Linked DNA regions of Rattus norvegicus: region 1 is linked to region 2. The links are chromatin contacts, called in public Hi-C maps. All regions are on one chromosome and are shown on one strand. Each heading gives the region's core, a stretch centred on a gene start, on an enhancer-like site or on the middle of the called end of the contact. The rest is flanking DNA. Distances are from core to core; before and after follow the strand shown. Region 1 has its middle 690 kb from the start of Gramd2b. Region 2 has its middle 210 kb from the start of Zfp608.

Region 1 (2,700 bases), core at 132-2,631, 570 kb after region 2:
TAAAGCTATTCAAATTAGCATTATTTGTCTACTACTTGTATCATTGAGCTGCAGTAAAAGATGACCAATACATGATTTAAATTTACTGCAATCAAATTATCAAACTGAAATATGTTTTCTTTTTAAGATGGGGTCTCACTATGTAGCCCTGGCTGGCCAGGAATTTGCAGTGTAGACAAAGCTGTTCCCAGCTTCACAAATATCCATCTGCTTTTCCCAACGGAATGCTGGGATTACAGGCACCTACCATGTCTCCTTCTGAGTTTTAAATCTTTAATTTCTTGGTTTTTTTTTAAACCAAAAGGCCATTCTCTCCTTTTATGTACAATTTTGAATATATGCATGTTTGGATAAGTTTCAACAATGACTTTTACCTTTAGCTTCTTCCATATTACTTCTGAGCAATAATAAAAACTCCTATGACAATATTTAAACCAAACTTAAGCATTCCACTGCTCATTTCACCCTTTCAAAGATAGTATGATTGCATATAAACACACAGCTAGGTAGAATTAGACCTTGAACGTGGTGTGAATGGAACTGTCCACGTACCCATAAACTCTTGGATTGTGTTTTTCAAAATGCTGTAAACCATAATGAAAAGTACAGTGTGGAATCTATGATTAAAAACACCTTTTTAAAAAAGGAATTATTTATTTCATATATGTGGGTTCACTCTAGCAGTCTTCAGACACACCAGAGGAGGGCATCACATGCCATTACAGATGTTTGTGAGCCACCATGTGGTTGCTGGGAATTGAGCTCAGGACCTCTGGAAGAGCAATCAGTGCTCTTACCGCTGAGCCATCTCTCCAGTCCCAACACTTGCATTTCTAACAATCACTTTCCTGAAAAATTAATTTAGTAATCTTAGTGAGAGGGCTAATAAACACCATGGTTTTCAGAAGTTATTAGTTTACGTTTGTCCAAATACTATTTTTATGGAAGAAACTGAAAATGGAGTATGTATAGTCAGCCTTTCTGTTCTTTGTTGATTTTTATCCATGTGGAAGTGTGTGTGTGTGTGTGTGTGTGTGAGAGAGAGAGAGAGAGAGAGAGAGAGAGAGAGAAAGAAAACATGTGCACATGCAAATTCACACACTCAGAACTACATTAGTTTTCAAATAATGCCCCCTTCTTTCTCAGAAACATGGGTTATTCTGTGAGGGCAGGAGGGAAGGTCCAGGGTCAGAGCTTTGTGCCAGGAATTCTAGTAAAAGCTACTGGTAAAAGCAGGGGTTTCCACCCTCTCAGCAAGTTCCTGTCAGCACTTAGCTCTCTATCTATGTGTGCACAGGGCAGAGTGCCCAATGCATTTCTACCAGGGATCCAGTAGCGAGGCAGGGTCAGTGTAAGCACACTTATCCCCCAGACTGGAGAGTTTTGCTTCTGAACATGGCCAGTGCCTTTCAGCACTGCTGTCAACCACGCTCAGATAGGGCCCTGAACTCCACACAATGAATGAGATATGCCAAATGAAGCCCAATTACCTCACTGACGTCATCCAGCTTTTGACTTGAATTTAATGGGGGAGCTGCTTTTTGAAACAGGGGGCCGTTTGTATCACATTATGCAAATGACAAGACTAATCTTTTGCATTATACATAAGAGCTGCTTATTGTGCATTAACTAATTTATCTGACTACGAAGAGGCTATGAATGCTGATTTTTATTAAGCTCTTCATTAAGCAAAAATGTAGGCATGGCAAGCACACACATTTGCATGTGCCTATCTTGTGTGAGTGAATAAAGGCATAGACCCATCCTGTTATCAAGGACATGCTTTTGTTGATGAAATCATCAAGAATGATATTTTTTCCAGTTGTATCAATTATTAAGTTGAGAATAAGAAATCTAAAAATCAGAGGGAAGGTTAAAACCCATCACACTTTTTAATATAAAATATGAATCTAAATTTGCCTTTTAAAAGCACAGAATACACAGTCTGATGTCAATAGTTTAAATCTTATGGCTGTGACCCTTTATATGTTGGTGACAAATTTCATAATTAGTATAAAAACAGACATTGAAATATGACACAGCATTGAAGCAATCACTTCTGATTTTAGATGCATATAATAATTCTTTTCAGTAAAATAAAATGAAAAAGGTCTAAACTCATTTTTTATTGAACAGATACCCATTAATTTGGTTCAGATGTAGGCAGAGGTATATGGAAACAGACTTGTGAATAATGTTTATACGATGCTTGGGTGCATAGCTCATTAAGGCACTCACTGGATGCTGATACAGAATCTTCATACAGACAAGGGGCATCTCAGTAGGTTGTTTAAAATTTGACCTGCAACTTTTACAAGAGATGACAAAAAAATTATTTTAGAATGTATGTGCTGGGTAAAACTGATATAAATTTGCATTATTTTAATCAGCCAAAACCATTAGGAACACTTAAGTTACAAATCATTCCGAACATTTTATTAAGCTTAGTGCTTGAAAGACAATTTTAGCAAGGTAGTTAACCACTCCCAAACTAGAAGTGGATCAGAGATTGTTTTCTTATGCTTTTTCAAACAGTCGGGCTAGAGGAAATAAAGTTGGCCTCTTTCCTTAAAAGTATGAGACAGAAGAAATGAGGTACCCGGTGGGGGGATGGGCAGCAGAGCTGAATTCCCCCTCTGGCTTCAAACTCCAGTTCCCAGTTTTAGTTCATTAAAATTAATGACCCATCACTGCGTGTCC
Region 2 (2,737 bases), core at 30-2,529:
ATAGCAAATTACTAAGTAAGAAAAAATGGCTTGCAAAATTTATGAAGTTTACTACCTAGGGCAGTTTATAGGTAAAAAGAATAGATCTCCATGTTAACATTTAGCGCGTGCGCACGGGGGCACACACACACACACACACACACACACACCACACACACACACACACACCATTAATTAATTAACTAGCTAATTAACTTGGGGCCACCAAGATGGCTCAGTGGATACAAGGCTTGTGGCTAAGCCTAGCAATCTGAGTTTGAGTCTTGGGACTCACGTGGTAGAGGAGAGAACTGACTTCTACAAGTTGTGTTTCTTCTCCAGTCAAATAACTAAATTTAATGGAAAATAAAAATTTTCAGTCTTATTAGCCTATACATAAAAACGATTTCAACCTAACTTAAAAATAAAAAGCCCACATGTTTAATTTATCATTGACTATTTATTTACTTATTTATTTATCTGAAACGCTTTCTAGAGGCAGCAAAGAATTCACATTGGATTAAAATCTCTGGGTCTAGGTAAGTAATTTCAGATTTTGGTCAAAGATAAGACTTATCCAATTTTCCTCTAAAATGCACATTAGAAATTGAAGAGTTTGCTCATGATGAAAATCCTTATTTTCTTCCATGTGGAGCTAAACTTGCTTACAAGTCACAGCTAAAGGAAAACACAGAGAGCATCCTGATTGGCTACCCTGTCTTTTCACCTGGCCATTACACATGCCTACAGACCGCATCTATGTGTACAGTACCCTGTCCCAGCCAGGAAGTGATATCTCAGAACAAGCTTTAAAAAAAAAAACAAAAAAACAATACTCCATTTTCTGGAGTTTGTGCTGAAGCCAAGGCAAAATTTAGGTGTGTTCTCTTTCCTAACGGAACTCTATGATTCACAAAACCAAGTCTGTAAACGTCAGTTTACAATGTGACCAGGGCATTGGATTCAACACCACTGCAAAATATTACATTTGACAAGAGGAATGCTGGCTTCGGTGGAACGCTTGCCAGCGACTCTTGCAATTACCAGGCAAGGCAACTGGTAATGAATTCTTTTAAGGTGGAATTCAAGTCTCGAGATTGAATGTTGCCCATTATTGGAGTTCAAAGGCAACTATCTCTAGAATTGTTCTTTTAATGCTTGTTGGATGGTTTTCCTTGTTCTTTTCTTGTAGGCACACAATTGTTGTCTTGATCTTGCGATAAAAAGAGCTTCTGTGAGTCTTTGTAGTAAGCCCAGTTGGCTTGGTAACATGGCTGTAGTCAGAATTCCAAAGTGGGGAAACAAAGACTTAGAAATTACTGGCTGAGAAACAGCTTGTTCTGGACTGTGGGAATCTTTCCTTGGCTTGTGGAACCAATGGAATCTTCATTAGCTCCTCATTCACCCAGAAACAGCCCCCCAGCCACCCCCACCCCCTTCTACACACACACACACACACACACACACAGTTTTTTGCCCTTTTGTATTTTTCCAAACTAGAGCTTTAACCACAAGAAAAATAAAATAATGTGGTCAGTTCTTCTGTAATCAGTTCCTACCAAAATTCCGCATGTGCTAGAATCTTCTTCGAGGCATAGTTCCAAAAGAACAGCCCCACGTTATTCAATCGTACATTTCTTTCCATAAAGAGGGTGAGTCAAAGGGTAAGACTTTACTTACAGGGTGGGGAGAGAAACCCAAGTGGCTGCCTTTAGGCCTAATTGAATGGTGACTGCTATGTCTTCCTTCTTTCTTTGTGGAGTAGTCTCCCCCTGCCCCTACCCCCAACTTTATTGAACAAATAATACCAGAGCAAAGTGACCATTTTAAACAATTACACCTAAACCATTCAGTCTGAACTGGGCAGAATTTAGTTAGATTAATTTGACTCAGGAAGGCCTCATAGCAGAATGAGAAAACAATACTTTAAAATATTTTTTTCCCTACTGACACTGAGGGTGTCCTTAGCACACTATGTCAGGAATTTTCCTTTGTGTCTCTAAATAATGCAAGATGAACTCAGCAGTGTTCACATAAATACTCCCGAATCACACTGCAGCTCTCTCAGCAGGGAGTCACGGAAGGATGGGAACCCTGGATAAAATGTTTTAAAAAGCAAAAACCTTTCAAGTCTCAAAAAAAAAAAAAAAAAAAAAAAGGGCAGGACAATCATAGAAACAGCAGCTCGACCTCAGCAAACCAGGAAACTGACTGGTGGGTGCTTTCTGAATGGACTTTTCTTTCTCTTCTTTCCTGCAATTGTTTGAGGAGAAATAGAATAGAAACTGTGAGAGAGGAAGCTGAGAAATGGGAGGAACTGAAGGATTCTAAGTAGTGCTGGCTGAATGAGAAAAAGTCTAAAGAAAGTTTGTGTGTGCCTTCAGGCTCGCCCATAAGCTGGGTGTTCTGGGTGCAAACGGGTGTTGTTTCCAAAGTTTCTACAATATTTGCTGAAATCTGACGGAAGATTCTAGCCAATGTTGCCAGGAAGACACACAACCGAAGGTCATTTTGTTTCCTCCATAATCCTTGTCATCTCCTAAATATTCTCCTGAAATTCACAGATCCTTACTATTGTGTCACAGAAATTTAATGTGGTGTAGGCTCCAGAGGCAGAGCTTACAGCCTTTAAAGAACAGTTCATGGCTCAATGCAAGCAGGGAAAGCAATGATGAAGGAGGTGGGGGTGGAAATCACACTGTTTCCCTTTAGTGGGTGTGATCCTAATGGCTCTGATGATTGTCTAGGCACTCAGTCT

Evidence for each region. A called contact is a pair of places that touch in the nucleus more often than the background predicts.
Region 1: a Hi-C map of Schwann cells shows a contact between it and region 2, with 6 times the contacts expected there. The contact joins two enhancer-like sites. A contact is called at or near these places in 2 of 12 Hi-C or Micro-C datasets (Schwann cells and psoas muscle).

What each region holds. Positions count from the first base shown.
Region 1 is chr18:51,388,195-51,390,894 of GRCr8, forward strand. No RefSeq gene overlaps it. Among named protein-coding and RNA genes, the nearest start is that of Gramd2b, 690 kb to the right of the region's middle. Within about 2 kb of position 1,382, at least 22 of the 93 cell types and tissues checked have an H3K27ac peak or open chromatin away from gene starts, as enhancers often do. A contact at or near this core is called in Schwann cells, where this site is marked.
Region 2 is chr18:50,819,007-50,821,743 of GRCr8, forward strand. No RefSeq gene overlaps it. Among named protein-coding and RNA genes, the nearest start is that of Zfp608, 210 kb to the left of the region's middle. Within about 2 kb of position 1,280, at least 24 of the 93 cell types and tissues checked have an H3K27ac peak or open chromatin away from gene starts, as enhancers often do. A contact at or near this core is called in Schwann cells, where this site is marked.